2 separate regions of the Gossypium hirsutum genome follow, and region 1 is linked to region 2. Evidence: chromatin contacts called from public Hi-C data. All regions are on one chromosome and are shown on one strand. Each heading gives the region's core, a stretch centred on a gene start, on an enhancer-like site or on the middle of the called end of the contact. The rest is flanking DNA. Distances are from core to core; before and after follow the strand shown. Region 1 holds the start of LOC121229561 (protein YIPF1 homolog). Region 2 holds the start of LOC107957127 (NAD(P)H-quinone oxidoreductase subunit S, chloroplastic).

What was found. Hi-C and Micro-C count contacts between places; a contact is called where the count stands out from the background.
Region 1: a Hi-C map of leaf shows a contact between it and region 2, with 1.8 times the contacts expected there. The contact joins the promoter of LOC121229561 here to the promoter of LOC107957127 in region 2. A contact is called at or near these places in 5 of 34 Hi-C or Micro-C datasets (all in leaf).

What each region holds. Positions count from the first base shown.
Region 1 is chrA05:96,299,765-96,304,143 of Gossypium_hirsutum_v2.1, reverse strand. LOC121229561 (protein YIPF1 homolog) reads right to left here and starts at 3,061. Exons shown (of 6, transcript XM_041114166.1): 1 at 2,909-3,061; 2 at 1,242-2,295; 3 at 1,039-1,123; 4 at 138-303. The coding sequence starts at 1,298. LOC121229562 (a long non-coding RNA gene) reads left to right here and starts at 3,218. Exons shown (of 2, transcript XR_005927317.1): 1 at 3,218-3,806; 2 at 3,951-4,300.
Region 2 is chrA05:95,985,580-95,990,121 of Gossypium_hirsutum_v2.1, reverse strand. LOC107957127 (NAD(P)H-quinone oxidoreductase subunit S, chloroplastic) reads right to left here and starts at 2,551. Exons shown (of 1, transcript XM_016892565.2): 1 at 1,742-2,551. The coding sequence starts at 2,551. The coding sequence ends at 1,856. It overlaps LOC107957126, which reads left to right. Exons shown (of 5, transcript XM_016892564.2): 1 at 1-435; 2 at 504-833; 3 at 913-1,150; 4 at 1,296-1,409; 5 at 1,502-1,779. The coding sequence starts at 106. The coding sequence ends at 1,599.

The sequences.
Region 1 (4,379 bases), core at 1,812-4,311, 310 kb before region 2:
ATGACTTCCTATACTTCTAATACTCCTTCACACTTAATCTTCTCTTCCAGAGGATCACTTTTCATCCCAAGATGAGGCTTCAAAAGCAGTTTTTACATCCGCATAAAAGAGTAAGGGGAAAAGAGCGGCAGACTCACAGATCAGGGTTAGCGCCAATCTTGTTGAAAAAGTCTCCACCGGCAGGATAAAAGGAACTTATCAATCTGTTTACGACAACATCTGTATCTACATCAAAATACTGTGTGTATGATGAGATACTAAACACTCCCTTCCAGTTGTTTTGTGATTGTTGGTCAAATCCTTCTGCATATAATAGACAAAGGGATCGTTAAACTCTAAGGTGCCTCAGTAGCACTAAATAAAAGCGTTACATATTACCATCAGTGGGTGACATCTTAAGGCAGTACTTTAGCTGCTATAGCCTTTGAATTTTAGAACATGGAAGCAAAATCAGTAATCTACATCCCTTACTTTTGAAGAGTCATACACAAAAAAATAAAATAAAAAAAGAAGAAATACTCCAGGAAAGTTCAAAAATATTAACAGAACACGAAAAGGATATATGCATCAAATAAAGGATTTTAATTGGGTACCTCCCTTCTATGTAAAGAAATTTGTGATTACGAAAATAACAGTTAACTACTCCAGAATGCAAATACAAACATAACAGTTAGCGCTATAGTCTATTCTTTCAAAAATAAAAGGCATCGGAAGTTTCATTCTTCCTCACTAAATTACCTTAACTTTAAATAAGAAAACCACTCAATTCAACGCCAAATCTTCCATGTCTCAACTCTAGATATCATGATTATTGAAAGTTCCTCTCCCCAGTTATTTTCCATTTGGGAAATAATAAAACTAAACAATTCTCTTAAGACATTAGTTATTTCAAATATAGAAATAGGGCAAGGAAATCAAATAAAAGATATATAAATATTTTTTTTAAAAGGAGGAAAAATCCCGTTTCATAGTACGAAAAATGAAAGATTGATACATTTAACTAATTTTCTTTTTCTAGAAATAAAAAAGAATATATACCGGTCGGAGGTCCAAGAGTTTGATAACCTCGGCCACCACCTCCTCTTCTGCCATACGAGGCTTCACTTTCTTCATTAACAACAGCCTAGGATTCGAATAACAATTTTCAAATAATATTCTAAACTAATTTACATAAGAATGCCGATCTTGATAAATTAATTCAAAAGGAAGAAAAAAGAGAAAAAGAAAATTAAGAAGCTTACGGGAACTGAGCCGAGTAAATGACTAGTAGGATGATTCCAATACGAAGATTCATCCATTGAAAGTAAGAGATCGAACTAAGAGTTTAACAAAAAAGAGATTTAGTTTTTCTTTTGGAAAGTGGAAATTAGTTAAAAGGAGAAAAGTTCTGATGAGTTTTCCTTGCCGTAGTTTAGAAGCAACGGAGACGACGAGGGAAAGAAATACTTTGACTAAACCGTCAACTACTTATGGCTCTAACTTTCTTGGGACGCGCCATTGATAAGCGCTGCGTTTCACGCGTTTCCTCGCCTTTTTAAATTTTCCAGCTACGTTCACATGATTAGTCTTTCACTTTTGGATTATTGATGGGCCTACTTTTGGCTCCAGTTTTTTTACTTTAATTGACGGCTCATGTATTCATGGGATGGTTTGGGTTCAACCCATATGAATGAATACCTTATTTTTATTATTCTAACAATATTAAATAAAATTTTATTATTAAAATAGTATTTCCAATTCCTATCTTTCAAATAAAAATACTTGTATTCTATTAACTACTTTATTCATAATTTTTTTTAAAAATTTTAAATTGAAAAAATGTGCGCTTAAATGCCATTAAATCTATGTTCTCTTGATTGTTACAGTTAAACTGATGTTAACTAAGTTATAACTCAATTAATTTATCTTCGTTTATGTTAAATGATTGAATGCATGCAATTAAAATTTATACAAAAAATTGAATGCATACGTATAATTTTTAATATCCTTAATTGGAATTTACATTTTGAACAATGCCAATAATATTCAAACTCAAAATCATGGAGTTGAATTGATTTCTTTTGAAGTACTTAGATTTAATATCTTTAGAAGAACATGAATTACTTGAAATGACATATAAATTTGGACTTCTCTTTTTCTTCCAGATTCATTAGCAATAGGCCAGGCAATCGGATTTATACAACCAACATTGCTTTCTGGGGTCGCCCATGCAGCACCAACAATTAACTTGAGGGCTACATTCAAGGTGCAACAGACATGGTCCAAGGTTAATGTTCGCATTAAGCAATCTCTTACCTGTTTTTACATAAAATAAAATAAAATAAAATTAAAATGGTATTTAATATTTGATATATTCACAGCATATTTTTTTATTTTACAAAAAAATTTTAAAAAATTATCACAAGTCTCTTTTATATATATATATAAATATTTTACTATATTCTTACAGGAGACTTATCAATTTCTTGACTCTGCTTATGAAATTAAAAACTCTACTGATAGTATATCAAAATTTTAAAAATTACTATCTTTAATAAATTTAAAAAATTAAGTATTAATTATTAATTATTAAAAACATTTAGTTTATTCCTTAAAAGAAATATTTAGTTTATAAATTTACTTTTATATCATAATAATATATTCAAAATAATTTTGGATAAAACTTTAAAAAAATAATTTTCTTTCTTAGTTAAAACATATAAATTTAAATAAATCTATCTAAATATATTTTATCCTATGTACTTATTAACTCCATTCAACAAACCATGATTTTCGAATTTTATATTAAATAAAAATTTATTTAATACTTAAACACTTAAAGAAAATTAAATTACAACTTTTCTCCAATACATTATTAAATGCGCTGAAATTTTAAATAAATAATGGAAATGATTAATTTGGGACTTACCTTCTGCAACCAATACAGTGAAAGCCAAAGCAAATAAAACAAGAGCAAAATGAGCAGCCACGAACTTGAAATTTCTCATGATATAAAATATTAATAAAGAGTTTCGTTTTGAATCTAGGATTGCAACAACTCGAAAGATTGATAGGTTCATATAGGAATTCATTGTTAACAGCATCCCCTCAATTTCTGTATGTAAATATCGTGTGTTTAAAAATATAGTTGTGTTATTATAATAATTTGTAGGTTGTAAGTTTAAGTGTTATCAATTTCATAATAACTTTTTATTTTAAAGGTTTAGAGATTATGAGTAGTTCAAAAATTTTATAAAAAAATATTATATAATAACATAAGAATTGGGGATGATTTATTATTATGGTTCACACATGTGTTGTGCGGAGAGCCATTGAAGTTGGTGGTTTTTGGGGGTCTCATTCAAATAGATTTTTGAGAGAGATTAGGTAAAATATTGTCACGTATCTTTTTTCTCTTGTGATGGAGAGAGATTTTATAAAGGAAGAATTTTGGTATGGATCCCAATAAAATAATATTTGGTGATTACGAGTTTGAGTGCTTCATTAGAATGTGATGGGGTTATTCACATTCTAATGAAGCTTTGATGTCCATACAACCACCTTATATATTAGCATATCATTTTAGTGGGACTCACATAAAAACTCTTTATAAAAGTTCTCTCTATCAAAAAAAAAAAAAGGTTCCAAGATATATGCCAAAGCATTCATAATCTCTCCAAGCTCACGAGACCCCTCAAAATCACTAACTTAAGTGGCTTTTCACACCAAATGTGGTATGAACCACCATTACAAATACTCTCAATTTTGTGTAATAATAGTTGGCGTCATATGTGGGAACTAAGCAAAAGATCATGTCTCTTCTATGAGTAAGAATCCATGGCTTAATTCCCTCAAGCTCTTTTATCTTTCTCTATTTATGCATCTCTTGAAGCTTTTAGTAGTGTGGGGTCTTTTGAAGTTGTTGTCTAATTTGGGTTTCTTGAAGCTTTTAACTTATGGTGGCAATGCAGATATTTCCTTCAAATACATAAAAAAGTACTTCTTATACTCCCAAGAGAGGGTTAACATGGGGCTAATAGGAAGCCTTTTTCCAACACCCAAGGGTTACTCGGTTGCATACTATGGGGCCCTTCACCAGCATGCTAGGGGAGCCATTTGCTAGCACACCAAAAGGGCTACTCCAGTACACATAGGCAGGTCCTATGTTAACACACTAGGGGATACCTTGCTCGCACATTAGGAAGCCCTTGGTTGGAGGAGGCCCTTCATTTAAAAGGGAACTCTCATGGCTCGGAAGGGATAGGCACTAACTATGACATTTGTATATACGTTCAAGTTTGAAAAAAAAAAATTCAAAAACCACAACTCTAAAACTCTCAAAATTTATATAAGATAATTACTCTTATAGTTAAAAAATTATTATGAGAAATAACTTTTAC
Region 2 (4,542 bases), core at 1,302-3,801:
CCATTATTGTGAATCCTTCACCTCATCTCATCTCATCTCGCCTCACTTCCCTTTCTTTCCTTCTCTTTCCCTTTTTCCTCTGTTTTTCATTGTGTTCTTTTGGTCATGGCTAAGCAGATGGATGATTCTGAGTTTTGGCTTCCACCCAAGTTTTTAATGGATGATGACTTTGTTTTGGAGAAAGAGAAGCTTCAGAGAAGCAATATTGGCGAAAACAACCCTAAGTCGTTGGTTTCGGTTCATGGTTTCCCAACTGAGTTCCCCTACGAGTTCGACTATTCCTCTGCTCTCGGCTCTCCTGTTGAGTCCGTTGTTGGGTCTATCGAAACTGAAAGCAGTGACGAGGATGAGTTTCTTGCTGGGCTGACTCGTCGACTTCCTCTCTCAATTACTCATAAACTCACCGTTCCTAGCTTTTCTTGGGACAAAAATGAGGTAAATAATTTTTGGGTTTTTCATGTCGAGCTTGAAGCTGTTAATCTTAATCCTCTGTTAATATTCAGAAAACTGGAGCTTTGGCGAGTTCACCCCAGTCAACTCTGAGTGGGTTCGTAAGCTGGTCAGCTTCAAGCAATGGCAGCCCAAATGGTCCTTCCCAAGTCCCTTCTCCACCAAAAACTCCTTTCGGTGCCCAAAATGACACTTGGGATCTCATATATGCAGCAGCTGGCCAAGTTGCAAGGCGTAAAATGAGCAATGAAGCCTCCAAATTCATCAACTTCAACCATGGAAGACTCCTTCCCAAGACACACAATCATTCCTTCATGAACAACTCGCCCTCTGGGTTGTATCCAAGTCAGAGTCTTTCTTATAATCTTGCTCCTAAAAATCAGGTAAGCCTTTTTTTTCCTTCTAAAAAGTAGGGTTTTGATTTTATTTTGATATGGGGCTTACACGGTTCCTTTTTTTTAGACTCATAGAAGGCAAATGAAAGCAAGCAACTGGAAAGAATCGCTTCAACAACAACAGCAACTGCAGCAAACCCAGTGTAGAGCAAAGAATAATGCTGTTGGGGGAAGGTCCTCTGGTACTTGCACCAGAGCTATGTTTCTTGGTGGATCTCAAAGTGTTAAAAGAGAGATTGCTGGAACTGGTGTTTTCTTACCTCGTACATATCCAAACAACACTCCTGCGCCTCAGAAGAAATCAGGTACTAAATCCTTGTTTAACCCACCATTCTTTTGAGGGCTCCTTTAAACCCTTTGAAAACAACATATTTGCTCCTCAGTTTTTGTTCTTAAAGCCATGAATTATTGAGTTTTCTTTTGCTTGGTTCTTATTTCTGTTTGAAACAGGTTGCTCAACAGTGCTAGTCCCAGCGAAGGTTGTTCAAGCTTTAAATCTGAACTTTGCTGATTCCAGCAGTCATGTTCAGCCACATCTCAAAGCTAGCTTTGGCCCAAACTATGGTGAGCCTACGGATCACACCATTTTTGCACTCCCGAAAGCTTAACTGAACCAAATTTAAGTCATTGAATCATGATTGTTCTAAATTATGCAGATGCTTTGGTTGCCAGAAGAAATATACTGTTGAACCAAACAAGGAGAAATTATAGAGCAGAAGGAGGCCTAAATCTTCCCCAGGAGTGGAGCTATTGAAACCTGGAAATTTTAGTTGAGAATACTCTTAATAGTATTTGTTTTGTTGGGAAATTTGCAGTATAGTATTAGGTTAGTAGTTGATGTTGTAGGTATATTGTATTTTGGTTAATACAAGGAAATCAAGAATGTGATAATGTAGTTTAGGAACCAATAAAAGAGCATTTAACATATCTTTTATATGCCAGTGATTCCTAACTAAGCATTAATAGTCAAAAACTGCTTCGTACCATTTCATACATTTGAGACAGAGAAATCATTTTGGATCCTTTTCTAACAAAGCTTCAAGAACAACAGACTTTGGATTCTTCATTGGAGGGCCTTTTTCTCTGCGTTCAAGCTCGTCCAGTCGAAACGTGATCAATCTATCCCAGTTTCCACCTTCGAAAAGAACCCCTGCTTTCCCATCAGTGATCCGCTGCACAATGCCGCAGTACATGTAGAAGGGGTTGTTCGGGTTCTTAACAATCGCGATCATTCCCGGCATTAACAGTGGCAACTCCGGTGATTTTGGCTTCCCAAGACTAGCAATATTTACCGAATCGGAAACTGATTGCTTCGCCGGTGGTGGGTTTTCCTCAATGAACTTTTTCAATCCCTTTTCACCACCGGGGAACCCCCCGGTTAGCCCCATCATCTCCTTTTCGAAAGCATCATCTGGAACTGAGATTGCTGTGCTGTCAGAACTTTCAACATCTGTGTTACCAACTGATGAACCTTCATCCACGTTTCTCTTTAGCTCAACTTCAATGCCTTTTTCTCCATTGCAGAGCCCCCTACCTCCCAAGATTTCAAATAGATCAAACTTGGCATAGAAGGCCTTTTTAGGCTGTTTGGCAACCGAGAAAAATGGTTTATGAAGACGATGGGTGATGGGGCTTTTTCCTAGGAAATGAGATTGAAATAGAGAACCTTGAAGGGTTGGGAGAGTGATGGAAGAAGAAGAAGCCATGGTTTGGTTCAGAGTCCAAGTGGAGAAATAGCCCTTTTCTAGATTCTAATCCTAACCACAAATGTTTTCTATTGGTTGCTGATTTTATCTTCAAACTATTCGTCCCACTGTACATGTAACATAGGATAGGAATAAGATATCCAATTCATTAACAACCGCTCATTAAAAAAAATAATTTATTAAAATTTAACTCTATTAATATGTGCATTGTTATCAATGTAAAAAAATTTAATTTTAAGTGTGTTGAAGTATATTATTTTTTCTATTTATAGGTAAAGAGAAATTATAATATTATGTCAAAAAGAACAAATATGATCAGAACCTATAATAAAATTATCTAATAAAAACAAAACTAAAGAATTTAAAATTAATAAAATGTGAATTTTATTAATAACATGAATATTAATCTTCATTTTATATATATTTTTAATGAGGTATGTGATTAACCATTTCATTATATTAAACTAGAAAGGTACTCGATTTTGCTGCAGATGTGTAATCAAATATAGGAATAATGTATCAAGAAGTTTTATGGGAATGTTACTTTGGATTCCAACAAAATTAGTTTAAGATGGTAAAATGGATGATAATCACAGGAGAATGGCGGGAGACCATAAGCGTTTATAGAGAATGCAAAATGAAGGAGAAAATCTGGAATCAATTTTAAAACAATTAAAAAAAAACTATAAATCTTTTGAACGAAAGAAGAAGTGATTTTTCTTTCTTTTTTTTTAATTATTTTATGAAAATTGGAGGTTTATGTTCACAATGTGACTTAATATAATTGGTGGTAAGGGTTAGGCTCGGAATTTGATATCTAATTCATTAACAACTGCACATTAAAAGCCAAATCTAAATAATTTAGAGTTAATATTATGGATATTTAAACGGTTAACCGAATTAATTAAACTTTTTAATCCTTCAACCGTTAATTGAATCAAAATTTTTTCAAAAAAAATTAAAAGAACTAAGATTTATATTTATATTTATTTTTTGTTAAAACAAGTATAAAACATAAAAAAAAATTAATAATATTCATTTGACCAAATTAATCGATTTAACTGAAAGGTCCCAAAAATTTGAATGTTCGTTTATTAAATTTGATCAATAAGATAAGTGTTTGTTATAGTGGTTTAGAGCCTTAACTGTGTGTTTGAGGTCAAGGGTTTAAATATCTCATTTTGAAATCTTTACTATTTATTTTGACTTAACCTTGAACTTTCGACTTAAGTTTATTTTTGCATTAACTTATGTCAAGAATGAGTCTGCTAGTTTAATGGTTAAATTTCTATATACCCTTTGGTCTTGTGTTTGAGTCTCTGCATAAAAGAGAATGTATTTTATTTATTTTTCTACTCCGAAATTAGTTATTTTAAATTAATTAAATGGTTTCCTTCTTTCCCTTTCCCTTTTTCTTTTTACATTTCTTTTTGTTTTTGTTTTTACTTCTTGTCATTTCTCTCATTTGCTTTTCATTGATTCCTCTCTGTTAAATTTTTGCTACTGTTTGTGGGGAAAATTGCATATTTCGTTATTTTTTGACTGAAAGGTTAACTGCGTAAGTTTTGTTGTTGAATTTCTGTTAACATTCGTTATCGTTCGTTGTTGTCAAATTTGGTTTTTGCTTAATTTGCTTGAATTCTCTGCTTAAGTGTTCAATTGGTATTCTTTTAGGCGAAGATCTAGAGGATAACAATTTGCCTAATGTTTTATGCCTGTGAGTTGCAGTATCGTGCAAAGGTAATTGTTGATTTTTGAGTTTGGGGTTCTTGTGTCGAAGCTTTTCGACGTAACTCGATTTTTGTGTGCTAATTTTAGCGTTTCGTTGGGAATAATTGTTTAATTAGTCATTGGATTATCGTTTGTAAGTTCTAGAGTCACTTTTGTTGCTTCTACATCGAATCTATAGTAGGTGTGTAACAAAATTCGAGTTTTCTACGAACGATGAAAGCCGGAATCCATGGCTGTCAATGCCACACGGCCATGTGCTA